Linked DNA regions of Athene noctua: region 2 is linked to region 1. Evidence: chromatin contacts called from public Hi-C data. All regions are on one chromosome and are shown on one strand. The core of a region is the stretch at or near the end of the contact, and the rest is flanking DNA. Distances in the headings are between cores, read along the strand shown. Region 1 holds the start of ATXN10 (ataxin 10). Region 2 holds the start of WNT7B (Wnt family member 7B).

Region 1 (7,084 bases), core at 1,160-3,659:
ACTGTAAGCTCGTTGAGGAAAAAACTGGATCTTTAAGGGATCTGTCTCTGTTCACAGAATCAGGCAGATCAGATGAGCTTAAGCTGTAACATCTGTGAGTAATCTGGTAAAAATGACTAAATTCTATATTTGATATCCCTAAGATCTTGCAAAACTCCTTTATGAAAAGCCTATCTCAAAGTATTGCATAACCTTGTAGTAAAGGTGGTTCTGAGTATGTTGTTGAGAATGAATGAAAGCAAGGAAAGCCTAAAATGAGGAAAACTAAAAATGCTGTGGCTGTTTACAGCAGAAAAAAAAATAAATCAAGAGAGATCATATACAAGGCAAAACTATTTTTCACAAGGATCCACAAGTAATAATCAATAATACTGATGGAGGAGGCATTTGATGAAACAGGCAGCAAGTCTGAACAGGGTAAAGCTGGCTTATGGAAATTGTTGGAATATCACTAAGATCAGGGCTCTGTTAAGATTGCCAGAAAAAAAGACTTTTCTGTTCTTCATTGCTTTTTAAGTGTTCTTAAAAAGAACATATTTATATGTGGAGCTGCTGTATGCTAGCTAACCTTGCCCCAGGGTAAGAATGAGTTGCTTTTGTCTTCCTTTACAGTCAGCTGGGGTTAAGTTGAAAGTTTAACAATGTACTAGTTTGAATTAGAGAACTAATGCATCCCCATCTGATGTCTTGGACATCCATGGTCTAGTCTGTATTTTCAGCTATTTGATCTGAAATATTTTGCAATGTAACTCATCAGTGCACTGCACGAAAAATCCGAATACTTAATGGAGCGCAGGCTGGTTAACGGTCACCTTAAAACATCAGACGTTTTTTTAAAAAAAAAAAATCCCTAAACAGATATGTTTATAAAGGGTAAATTAAAAAAACTTGCTTACAAGATTTGTGTTTGGCAAAATGTCAGCTAAAAGATGAAGACAGTGAGTTAAACTGGACTGCTGGGCAAACGGCATCCCTTCTCAAACAGGGTAGGATACAACTAAATACAAAATTATACATTTGCAGATAATTTTCACTGAGCACACGTGACTAGTTTGTCAGATTTTAGCGTACTCTGCTGCTTCCTTCATTGAAGTTGTGATCTGCTGCTTGCCCAGGACTACTGAATGGTAGCAAGAATGTGCAGAATGGTTTTGTTATGTGCTGCAGCCAAGTCATCGCTGTCAGGCACAGCATGGCCACAGCCAGGACACTTTGTGACGCTTCAATATTTTTAATCTTGAGTTTCATTGCCTTTGAAACAAATTACACTTTATCCATGAGCAGGCAATTGTTAAAAGTAATAGGAACTGTTAGCAGGAATAATCTGCATGACTGTGATGGGTCTTGACTGGCATCTTTTACTTACTTGAATTCGACTTGTTATCTGAAGCTATTTTTGCTATAGAGCCGTCAAGAGCCGGTTGGTTTTGCATCAGTAATATACAATAATTAGCAGGAAGAGGCCTGGAAATGGCACTTATTAATGTACAAACAAGTCGGAGAGGGGACATCATAAACAGTCCGTCCCACTGGTAACCCAAGACATGCAAGTTTATTTCGAAAAGAGGGATACGTCCTTCAGGAACAGCCACGGAGGGACCAGTGCTGGGATGGCAACAAGGTGCCCTCCGCCCCCCGCAGCGGCCCGGGGAGCTGAGGACACGAGGGGAAAACGGGGGAAGGAGTGAACAGGGAGAAATTAATCACAGGTGGGTTTTTCTGACTTACATTTTCTGTTGGAGGTATTGCTTTCAGGTTCCTTCAGGTACTTTTCTGGTAAATGTAGTTTAGTTCCAGTTTAATGAAGGTTTCTGTTGTGTAGGAGAGTTTTAAAGTCTGGTGAAATTCTTTAACAATTTGGCCACAATTAGCCTTTTTATTCACGGCACGCTTCGTTTCTTCCCCTGATGTGTATGTTGACTTTTCACACAGATGTTTAGAACATGCTGAAATATTTACTTAGACTGGAATTTAAAAAAATAAATAAATAAATAAAATATTTGTTTAAAGGCGGGAGTCTCAAACAGCAGATGGGATGAGGGGATGCACCAGACTCCAGGCAGCCTTCACCCTGCTCCCTGAGGAAAGGCGGGAAGTTGTGCCCACGGTGAATTCTTTCACGGGAGGAGAAGGCAGGGCTTTACCCTCTGTGGGCCGACACAACAAAAATTAAATATTTATTTAAAGGCAGGCGTCTCGAACAACAGATGGGATGTGGGGAAGCACCAGACTTCCTGAGGAGAGGCGGGAAGTTGTCCCCACGGTGAATTCTTTCACGGGAGCAGAAGGCAGCGCTCCCGCCCGCGCCCCCACAGCCCGGCGGCCATTTTCCCGCCGGGCCCCGGGCCGGCCCCACGCGCCGCCGGCCGGGGCCGGGCCGCCGCCATTTCCGTGCGGGGCGGGGCCGGGCCGGGCGATGGCGGCGGCGGGAGCGGTGCCCGCTGCGGCGGCGCGGCTGGGCCGTGCTGTGGCGGCCGCGCCGGAGAGCCGCCTGGACAGTGTGCGGGCAATGGCGGGGCTGTTCCGGGAGGCGCAGCCCAGGTTAGCGGGCAGGAGGGGCCGCCCGCGGCCACGTGGGCCGGGGGAGGGAGCTCCGGCGGCGGGAAGCGGCGGAGGCGGCGGGCCCGGGTGCTCTGGGTTTGCCTCCGCTCCGGGCGCCCTCCTGGCCCGGGGGGTGTCGGCTGCAGGGGAACGGCCCCTCAATGCCCACAGAGCCGGTCCCTGCTGTGAAATCTCTGTCTTTTCCCGCCAGAGCTGTTTGTGAGGGCTCCGGGAGTCGCCTGTGGGGCTCGGGGGGGGTGACTTGTCCCTTCTCCTTTCCCTTGGGGTCCCCATGACGAACTGGCTCGTGGCCCTGCGCCTGTGGCAGGCCCAGGGGAGGGGGAAAAGCTTTGTGCCTCCCAGCTGCAGGTGACAAAGAGTTGCCCTCCTGGGCAGGTGCGCTCAGGGGGACTGTAGCCATGGGAGTAGCGGCTGTGGGACAAAAAAGCTCCAGTGGAGCCCTGTGGGGTGGCCCGAAATGGGTAAGATGTGCCGTGCTGGGGGACTGTGTCGTGCCCGTGCGAGGCCAAGGCCTTGGGATGAGGCGGGTGGTTGCAGGCTTTGGCAGCAAGGCACGTGCTGGGTTGTGGTGGCTTCAGTGGGAGGAAAGGTTGGGGAGGCCCTGTAGTAGGCCCTTTGAAATCAGGAGAGCCCTTTGAAATCAGGAGAGAGAGCATGGAGCTACTGGAGAAAGCCGGTATGGAGTGTTACTGTGTCTATAAGGTCGAGGGGACACCTCTGCAGTACCACACACTGCTGTTTGCTTGGGCAAAGGTTGGACATGCAGAAGTTCAGCTGCGTGACTGGGCTTAGAATCCCAGTTTTTGCTCTTCCTGGAAGGTGGGAGGAGGCATAGGTTGGTCTGAAGCTTGTGTTTCCTCGTCCTGACAGTAACTGTTTGAGGGTTGTTACACCTAAGAATGAAGAAATCAAACATTTTAGCTGAGCATAAAAGTATGGAGGTGTTTTGTTTTGTTTGTTTGCTGTGTTTTTTTAATTCCCAATGCTACTTTTGTTAATTAAATGCACATTTAAAAGTCAGGGAGTGTGGGGGAAGATGTACTCTAAAGCTCTTCTGATCTTTACGTGTACAGGAGACCATTCTTCTGGTGTTCATCTCAATTTCTCGAGGAAGAGAGGGGGACCTGTGCAAACTTTGGGCTTACTTGGCTGATGCTTTCTCTGTTTCCTGCCTTCCTCCCTGAAACATCTGCCACTGTGTTTGACAGAGGAGTGGATGTTCCCCAAAATAGCCACATTTAGTGGGTGCAGGTGGGCTGAAAGAGATATTAATTGCCCTTCCAGAAGGACAAAGCTGTAGTGTTAGCTTACATCCTCTAGGATGTAAGGGAATGGATCTGAGAGCAGCTTTAGCAATAAATTTGCCAACGGCAGAAAATACCGTTGTTGGTGCCGTTGAACCAGAAGGCACAACCCAATGGATGTTTGGTATTTGACGTTGTGATACTTAGTGACAATTCGTTTGTTATTATGTGATTGTTCAGTGCTTCTGGAAACAAAATAATTTTAAAATGTGAGTTCTTGTGGCCTGTAAGTCAGAAGCAAATAAGATGAGGAAATACTGCCCCAGCTATGAGACCATGTTGTGGAATTTGGGAGACTTGAATTCAGCTGTGTGCTTTACTCGAGACTTCCAGTGGTTTTGAGCAAGCGACTTGATTTTTTTATGCTTCCGTTGCAATCTATAAAAGGAAGAAAATGTCTTTATTACCAGGAATATTGTGAAGATAAATACATTAAAGGCATTTTAGGGACTCTGCTTACACAAGTGGAATTGTGTAAGTACCTAAAACATAGAGTGGAAATATAGACTTGCAAACTTCTGGATTGTTTGCATAATTCCTGACTAATTTCATGATATTTGGAGCCCTGGTCTTTTGAACAGCATTGCATTAATGTTTTGAGCTCTTTGTTCACTGTGATGTTATCTGTTCTATTTTTAACAGTCAGGCACTTAGGTCTTACAAGGAGTGACAGTAATCTTCCTTTTGGCATGGATACATGAATTCTGACTCTTTGTTTTGACTTAAGAAATTGTGCATGTCTTCCTTGTCTGAGAGCTGAGCTGCTGTACCCTTTTGTATTCCTGCTGACTACTCAATGCTGAATTCAGGGACAGGTGACAGCAGCAAATTGTGAAGATCCTGTTTTAGGCAACAAAACATAGGAAACAGAAGTCCGTGGAATATCCACAGACCAGTTCTGAATGAATTTCAAGGCCTGTTTACAATAGAAAGTTATTTTTTAATCTAAAAGCTATTTACCAGTCTTAAAGATTAATATTTAAAGATTAGGGAAGAGGCTATGGAAGGAAAATACTTTTCACTTCAAAAATACATTTTAAATACTTGTAGCTGCTATTTTTATCTGTTTGTGAATCTTTGTCTGCTGGGCAAGATTATTTTTTTTATAATGGTTGCAAGCATTGCTGTGGAACAGTTACCTGAAATCACTCCTGACTGATTTCTTAATGTTAGCTAAACACTTCCTGCCCTCCTTTCTAATTTGAGAATTTCACTTCTTGTGCAGAAGGATGATTTTTAAGTAAAATTTCTTTGTAGTACACAAATTTTAATGATGTATAACTGCTTAAGAATTGTGTTTACATTTTCTCTGTATAGAATCCTGCTTCATCAAACAGCCTTTAAGTAATCCCTCGTTTGGAACACCTTTTGCTTGTTCACTTAGGCTTTTATGTTGTAGGAAGAGATTTGATTTCTGCCCAGGAAGATCTGGCTTGAGCACATTCATATTCTTTCAGTGTGCAAGAGCGATTTGGAGGTCAAAAAACTGCAGCTATTTCCACGTATACAGTGAGGACAGGCACTTATGCACCTCACACTTGCTCTGTCAGGACACACAGGAGTTTCATCTTTGTATTTTACTGGAAACGTCTATGCTCTTAGGGTATTTTTACTTTCAATCTATTATTAAGTGAAAAGTTGTCACATCGTGCTTGTGATCCCGCGTCTGACTAAATCTTCTGTTCTGCTGCATAACTCCGTAATGAGAGTAGAAACCCTCCCAGGATAAGAATAACTTTAAGGTGTCCTTTTACCAGTAGAGTCACAAGAACGTGCACAAAAGTACTTGCAGCTTTTTTCATTTCTGTTTTACCAATTTCAAATAATTGAATGTTGTACAATAGTACATGTCTTGCACTGACCACTGGTTTCTGTATTTTGAAGTTGGGTCAGGAAATGACCAGTTTCATGTGATAATCCAACACATGGCATAGACAAGTAAAAAGGAAACTGCAGTTGGACTGAGAGTTTTCCTATTTTAGAATAATTTCAGTGTTTAAAAATTCAGCTGACTAACAGCTAATGATTCTGTATGGCATCTTCACTCACTAGAGAAAACGTGGCTTTTGTGTGTCTGGGATGGGGCCTGGCTGGGTGCTCCTTTCCCAGACTGTAGCTCTTCTGACGTTTGGGAAAAGTTGTGTCTGGATGCATTTACCATGTGTACCGTGGCGCGTCAGCCACTGAGCTGCTTTTGGCCTGCATGACTGTCATGAAGTGGCAGAAGTTGTACCACTTCTTGGAAGTCAAAGGTTCAAGTCCCATGAATGTCTTTTCTTATGTCTTAAAACCAAAACCAAATTCCAAACCTTTCTGGTTATATAAACTCCGCTGTTTTCTTTATGACTGAGAGGCAGAGCTGCTTTTGGTCTTTGTTGTGCCACTTTGGTGTTTTCCCCTCGGTATTACACAACTGTAAAATTATAGCTTCCCCCCAACCCCCCAATAATTCTCATTGATGGTGGGGTGGGGTTTTTTTATGTTTTCATGTAGATGGAGATTATGTAAGTGTATTGGTCTTGATCGACTGTGAGGTTGTAGAATAAAATACATCCTGGAGATCTGAAATCTTATGTTGTAGTAGTTGAATGATATTTGTGCATGTTGTATTTCTTGCAGTACAAGTGCTCTCCCTCCTTTTTAAGTCTGCTCCACACCCTAACAGACCTCAGTAGTGGATGCTCTGTAGTCAGTAAGATGTAGATGAACCTGGAAGTGTCACTGTTGGAGCAGCAATAGGGGTAAGAGGCTTAGAAGACATGAACTGTGAGTAAAGGCTGAGAGGATTGGTTTTAGTTAATGTAGGAAAGAGAAGATGGCAGGAGCAGGAATAGGAAATAGGATAGTCTTCAGACATGTGTAAGGGTGTTACAGATAAGATGCGCAGACGTGGCGCTTAGGGACATGGTCTAGTGGTGGAACTGTCAGTTAACGGTTGGACTCGATCTTCAGGGTCTTTCCCAATCTAAATGATTCCATGATTCTGTGGTTTGGTTTATCGACATGTGATCACTTATGATAAAGAGTAGGTAGAATTTCTAATTGTGCAAATATTTAGACATTTGAGTGAGCAGCAGAACACAGGTAATACTGTATCATCCACTAACATTTGATCAAGAAATTAAAAAATTCTCCTTTAGGAAGAATTTTCTGTGTGAACGTATTTTGTTTAATATTATTTTCCATTTCATCTTTTCCTGCTGTTCATAGCTTAGGAG
Region 2 (7,084 bases), core at 3,030-5,529, 290 kb after region 1:
ACAATAACCTGCTAAATTCCATTCGAATGGTTTCTCTGTGTGTGTGTCAGCCGGGGGTAGAGAGAAGTGCACTTGTTTTGTTGATTGAAGCCGGATATATTCCCTTCGATAAAATGATGTGGCACTGGAGGAGAGGGTATTGTCGGTAACACCTCATATGGGCATTTCAGCATCTGTCGTTCCTTCTTCCACAAACACGTGTATTTTGGACAAAATCGGGGCAGAACGCCACTGAAATGGTTGCTGTCAACATGGTCGGGCAGATGAAGCGGAGCAGGCACGAATAAAGTGTTTGTTTTTCTTTTCTTTTTTTTTTTTTTCTTTTTTTTTTTTTTTTCTGTTATCTATTTGCAGCTGCGGTTTCTTTCTCACCCCGAACCCGGAGAGCGGCCGGCACAAGAGCACGTCGGAAGCCGGTAAGAACTTTGAAGGGATGTTCTGGCAGGCACCGGGCTCCTTTCTGGTCGGAACCGGGTGTTTCTTGTATCTCACCGAGCTGCCAGCCTAGTGCCAGGGGACAGAAAAGGGGGGGAACGACGAATCTCTTAAAATGAGCCCTGAGGAGGGCGAGGAGGGGCGGCGGCACGACGGAGGGTGCCCGTGGAGGGGCCGGGGATTGCTTCGTCCCGTCGGGGGCAAGGAAGGGACCGGGCAGTCGTCGAGGCTGAGCCCCGGGAGAGGAGGGGGGGGGGGGGGGGGGGAGGCGTCCGTGCCCCCCGCGGTCGGACAGCCCCGGGAATGGGGTGAGGAGAGCGGGATTTCGTTTGCTGTAAACGCCGCAAAGCCAAGGGCGAGCTGAGCCGTAGGGGTGGGGGAGCGGGGTCGGCTGGCCCCTTCCCCGCCGCAGAGGGAACGACAGGCTCCAGCCCCCCACCGCACCACCACCCCGGGGAAGGGTCTCCGCAGCCCTGTGCACCCCCAGCTCCGCTCGGTTTTGCCGTGGGGGCACGGGGGAAGCGGCCCCGCCGGCCCCCAGGCGCCTGTGGCTGCTCCCTCGGGCAGCGCCGGCTCCCACCGCCCGCACCCCTCGAACCGCACCTCGGCCTCCTCCCCGAGGGAAGGGGGGCAGTCCTGTCCGCTCCCCCCGGCGCTGCCCCCACTTCTTTCCCTCCAGAAAAGATGAGGGGAAAGGAGGGTTTTGCCTCCAGAGCCCTGAGCCGGGCAGCGCCCGCGGCTCCATCTTTCCAAAGGTCACATCCCTCGTCCCCAGAGCATCCGCCGGGATTTGCATCTGCGGTACAGCTGTGATGTTTAACTTCCGACCTATTTATTAATTACACCCGAGCCGGGTGCTCTGCGACCTTCGCAGGAAATATTTCTGTTTCAGTCTCGCTGCCAGCCGAGGTCGAGGTTTGACGGGATCTATTTTCGCGAGGGCATACGGGGAACGTCATCGACAGAAATATCAAAGGATGCTGCTTCACTTCACGCCTCTCTCTCTTTCCAGCAAACTCGGGGATTGGAAATAGAAATGGGAACAACGAGAATTCCCTGGGAGGAAGGACTACCTGAGCGGGATCGTGCTCTCTCCTCCTCCCTGGGCATAGCAGCTTCTTTATGGTACCCTGCCATGTCACGCCAGGGGGAATACTGCTGTATTGCGTTATTTCCCCCCCCCCGGCTCGGTGTCATGTTTGCCACTGAAAGTGGAGCTTTTAGCACGTTTTATTAACACACGAACACGTGCTCCGCAGCAAAGAAAAATAAAAAATAAAATAAAGAAAAAGCCTGCCAAGTCTAACCTCTTTGCTACCGCTGACACAGGGGCTCTCCCCTGCACGCTGCAAAATCAGTCTAATGCGATGGAAGACAAACTACGTTTATCCGACTTCATCTTCCCCCCCTTTTCCATGCAAAGAGCTCACTAGAAAAGGTATCATTACACTCAAAGGATATGGTTTCAGCAAAATGGTAGTTCCAGTGGCTGGTGAAAGAGGGAATAATTGCACCCCCGCATGCCTAGCCTAGAAGTAGCCCCTGGACCTCAGAGCGAATTTCTCTCCTATTGTTCAGAGAAAGTGAAGTATCCCCATCGCCTCACAGGCACGGTGATGGATCTGATCGGGTTTCTGCAAGGGCTTTTACTGTTCCTGCCCTCCCCTCAGTTTTACTTCCAGGCTCAGTCCAACAGCATTCTTGTGATTTTTGCTCTGAACCCCCTTCTAAAGCAGCCACAATCCATTTCGAAAAGATATCTGCCTTCCAGACAGATCAGACATGTGCCCAATTTTCTGTTCCCTTTAAAAATAAAACCGCAGTGCGAGCGAAAAGCAATACCATTACCCTTATTTTGCAAAGCGTTTTCTTTGGGCTCGCCTGCCGCTCTGCGAGGGGGTGTGTTGTACGGAGCCCTCCAGCTACCGAAGGAGATGGGGTGCCCCCTTCATGTACGGATACACAGCCTCACCAAAATCCCCTTCTCCTCTAAACCCCTCTCAATCCGAGCCCGGAGGACGCCGGAGCCCCCCCCCGCAGCTTCCACAAAAGGCGGCGCAGGTACTTACCCCCCCCCCCCTCTTTCCCGAAAACACCCTCCTGTCTCCCCAGGCAGGATTTGGGGTACCCCCGGCCATGTGCCCCGATCAGGGCAGGGCTGGACGCGGGCTCCTCACCGGGGCAGGGCAAGGGGCAACGCGGGGTGGGAGGAAGCATCTCCCGCGCCCCCCTTTCGCCTCCGCGCATCCTCCGCGGTTGCACTTGTGGCTGTGGGGGCGGGCCGAGAGCCGTGCCAAAAAAACAAACAAACAAACAAACAACACCCAGGGGTGCAACCTGCTGGGGACCCTCCCAAAGGCAGCCGGTGGCTGTCCCGCAACCGGGGGGAGCCCCCGGCGGGGATGGGGGCACCGACCCAACCTGGGCAGCTTAATTCCTCCGTTCCACACACACCCCCCCTCGCCGGTGTATCCTTAATCCCGGGCTCTGGCGTGCTCCCTCCTGCCCATCCCCTCCCTTCCCCCGCAGCCCCCTCCTCCCGCCGCTGCCCGGGCTGCCCACAGCGGGGCCGGGGCTGCCCCCGCCGCCCGTCGTGCCCGGGGCGGCCCCAGAAGCGGCGGTGACCGGGAGAGCCGGGCCCGGGCATCATTTCCCCGTTCGGCGCTGCCCTCCCGCGACGGGACCTGCCCGTGTCGTGTCCCCCCCACACTTTGGGAGCTGCCCTTTGGCTTCCCCCCCCGCCCCTCGCCGCCGCCGCCTCTTCCCCGTATTGATTTCAAGGTGGGAAGCGAGCGTTTTTGGATTGCAACTCACCTTATGCATTCTTGATCATTTAAAAAAAAAAAAAATCCCGCAGCTATGCAAAGACAGGATCTTTAAAGAGTTTGTAGCTCGACAGGTAAGGACTCGGCTGGGGCTCAGGAATGTGGAAATTCAACTCAAGTCAGCCTACTGCGACGAGCAATATTAATAAGGGCATACAGGTACGGGGGGAGAGGCAGAGGGAGAAACTTGGCAACTGAAATAACACCGCGATCTCGATCGCGGTGCTCAAATACCGAGGAGCACAGAGCCGGGCTTGCCGGGAGCCCCGCTGCCAGCCGGCCTGAGCCCCCCCCGAGCCGGGCCTGAGCCCCCCCCACCCCGAGCCGGTCCCTTCGGCAGAGCCCGCCCGGCCTCCCGGGCGCTTCAGCGCGGAGGTAACCGGGCCGGTTGTCAAGTTAATTTCAACACGTCCGTGTGATGGATAGAAACGCAAATTGTGTCTAGGCCTGCATAAAACAAATCCCCGAGTGCAGGTTCAGAGCAGGGATTCCCCTCCTCCCGCCCCTTTCGCCTTTTTAATACTTAAGCTCTGCTCTATTGTCCCAGCAGCAGCGGCTGAGTTAACTCTGTCAGGCTGCTGCTTTTTTTTGCTTTTTTTTTTTTTTTTTTTTTTTTCCGAGGGTACTGTACGCCAGAGATAATATTTAAGTTCGCTTAAGCAGTACAAAATAGAAGGATCCATCATCCCCCGCCACCGGCCGCCTCGCCGGGCGGCCCCGCAACCGGGCATCGCCCCGCCGCGCTGCCCCGGAGGGTCTTCTGGGGGCTTGGACACCCCGGGGGAGCGGGGCGGGGAGAGAGAGAAATAATCACCTTAATCACCTCTTTTTTTTTTTTTTTTTTTCCCCCCTTTTTTTTTTTTTTTTTCTCCATTGCAACGTTTTGTTCACAACTCCGGTAACAACGTGACCCAAAAGCCAAGGAGATTTGTCGTGCACAAGGACTTACCCTAATTTGACATAGATGACTCCAAAGCATAGAAACACGTAGAAAATCCACTTCCGAAAGTTTCTGTGCATGATCTAGAGAATGGACTGAGCCATAAAAATTGCACAAAAAGTCGAACTGATCTTGTCGATTAAATCCCAGTCAAGAGCATTGCTGAAGCTACCCAGGAGCAAAGCCGGCCGAACGGTAAAAAATCAGCACCGTGCAGACAGGCAGCTCTTCCCAGAGCCATGGTGACCGAAACCGGCTCCGATATTAAAGCTAAAGAGGGAGGAAAAAATAAAAAGAGCCGCTCAAAACGGTAAAACAAAAACCCAAGACAGACAGTCTGAGGGAGAAAATGAGCAAGCACTGATCTTGATCAACTGCCTCATAGAGCCCTGAAGTTCAATGTGTTTTTACTTGTTCTGACTTCCCCAGGTAACACTACGTATCTTGCAATCTATGGCTCCAGGTAGGAGGATCTCTCTCTCTCTCCCTCTCTCTCGCTCTCTCTCCTGCTCTTCCCCCCACCCCGTCTGTGTCAGGATCTAAGACATATCTCTTATCTGTCCGTGTGCATGTGCGAGTTATGCGTGTGTTTGTGTTTCAGAAGGCATGTCCTTAAGCCGGAGTGTCGGGGAAAACAACATGAAACGTGTCCAACAAGGGAAATAAAGGACTCGTCCTCTCAAACCGAAGCATTTTTTCATTTCCTCTAGTATGGTAACGCGGCTGGGTTTGCAATGTATGGACTTCGCAAAATAGACTGTTAAAACTCTTTTTTGTCTTCTTTTTTGTCTTTTTTTTTTTCTCCCCCTTCTTCTTTCTAATCAAAAAGAAGCAGGGGTTAACCCCCCTTTGCTTAAAGCTCTGTATCCTACAAGACGATGTGTGTGTCTGTGTGGTGCCCAGACTATTTCTCTCCGGCCACCCGACCCTGTTGCACACTGACAAATGCCTGTCACTAAATCTGATTTCATTTTCCACCGTAAGAAAACGTTCTTCCTCCTTTAAGAAACAGATACGCTTGGCTTTAAACACAAGTTTAGGATAGTCAGTTCGCTGCTCCTAGGGAGATTAATCACTGAGACAAAACCTCACTTTGTGTTCAGGCACTAACAGCCAAGCAAGGCTTCCTTTTCTTTCTGTCTTTTCTTTCTGTCTTTTCTTTCTGTCTTTCTCACCGATTCCTGAGCTGCTCCGTTTATTCCTGCGTTCTGAGGAATTATCTATTCCAGTCTCTCCACACTGTGTGCCTGTCTGGAGGCATATATCTGCATGCGTATGCACGCTTAAATAGCACTCAAATCCAAGTTTGTGGGCTGTGGTGAGTTCTGTAGATATGGATAAACCCGTGCACCTATGCCCACTTATATACATTTATACACATGTAGTAACAGCAAGCAGGGATAGCTCTAGGCATCTAGAATCGGCTAAACACACACCAGTAAGGGCTGAGAGGAAAGCAGGCAGTGACAAGCAAGCAAAAGAGGCTGAGCACAGAACTTTGATCCTAAAGTATCCATCCTGGCGGAGAAAACAAAGGGGGTTTTAAAGGCCGGCCAGGCTGCCGTGCCTGGAGAGATGCCGTGCGAAATCGCGGGTCGGTTGTAGATGACTCCCACAGTCAAGGCTCCCCGCACCTTGGATCACCCACCCCAAACCCACCCACCGTCCGAAAACAGGGTCCCCGCGCTGTCCCCGGCCGGTGCCCGGCGAGGCGAAGCCGCGGCGCGGCGGGACGGAACCGGGTCGGGCTGCGGGGCGGCTCTGCGGGACCCCGGGGCGGCTCTGCGGGACCCCGGGGCCTCTCGCCTCCCCTCTCCGCCGTCTCTCCCCGCCGGTCGGTTGCGTTCGGCCTTTCCCCCCGCATTCCTCACGGTTTAGCCTTTAATAACCAATGCTCCGGCTCTTGCAGGCACCCAGCCCTGCTCCAGACCGCTCCTGCTACGTTTGCCCTAACTATGAACAATTTGTCCTTTTAAGATGCTCAGTCTTCACTCTCTTTCCCTTATATTTAAACGTCCTTTATTATTATTTTTTTCCCCCCGACCCGGCGCCACTTCTTTGTTGCATCCCCGCTACTTTTTTTCTTTTAAGGATTTTTGGGTAAGACGAGGCCAAGTTTTACAGATCCCTTTCTTCGAGAGCCCCGCAGCTCTCCCCAGAGCTGCCCCCCACCACCCAGCGGGCACTGAAGGCGCAGCCTCCCCTCTCCTTACCCCCCTTCTCCCGCTTTTGGAAGCCCTTTGAAAGGCAAAGCGGTCCCTCAGGCCCCGCACGGAGGGGCCGAGCCCCGGGGCCGTGGCGGCGGGAGGCCTGAGGTGGTGGTGGGGGGGGGGGCAGCGGCCTTCCCGCCGGGCCGGGCGGGAGGCGGCGGGAGGCTCTGCCCCAGGCCCCGGAGGGCCGCCGGCCTGCCGCCGAGAGCGGGGCCCGGGGCGGCCCCGGCGCCGGGCGCGTCCCGCGGGGTAACACCGCCACCCAGGGGCGGCAGGCGGCGGCGCCGGGGGGGCGGCCGGGCCGGGCCGGGCCGGGCCGCGCCGAGGAGGCCCCGAGCGGCGGGACGAGGGCCGCTCCCCGTTCCCGCCAAGCTGTGAGGGCCCACAGGCCGCGGTGGCCGAGGCCCGGCCTTTGCCCCCGGGTTTAGGAGCGCTGGGGCTGGGTGCTGCTGGCCGCCGCCCTTCCCTCCGCACCCCCCGGCCCCGCGCACACCCGCGGCCTGGGGCTGAAGAGCGGCGAGGAGGGGCCGCGTCCGCTCCCGCCGTGGAGCTGTGCCCGTCGGTGTGCGGGAGGGGACATGAGCTGCCCAGGGACACTGAGAAAGAGCGAGGGGCTCACGGCACGACTAGGAGCTGTTACAAAGATCGCTTCGACGTGCTCGTTTGACTTTTTT

Evidence for each region. Hi-C and Micro-C count contacts between places; a contact is called where the count stands out from the background.
Region 2: a Hi-C map of heart shows a contact between it and region 1, with 5 times the contacts expected there. The contact joins the promoter of WNT7B here to the promoter of ATXN10 in region 1. A contact is called at or near these places in 2 of 2 Hi-C or Micro-C datasets (heart and liver).

Annotation. Positions count from the first base shown.
Region 1 is chr3:2,653,185-2,660,268 of bAthNoc1.hap1.1, forward strand. ATXN10 (ataxin 10) reads left to right here and starts at 2,410. Exons shown (of 13, transcript XR_012633272.1): 1 at 2,410-2,541.
Region 2 is chr3:2,938,693-2,945,776 of bAthNoc1.hap1.1, forward strand. It overlaps WNT7B (Wnt family member 7B), which reads right to left and starts at 4,280. Exons shown (of 4, transcript XM_074901195.1): 1 at 4,210-4,280. The coding sequence starts at 4,280. LOC141958420 (a long non-coding RNA gene) reads left to right here. Exons shown (of 3, transcript XR_012633274.1): 2 at 355-416; 3 at 1,448-1,823.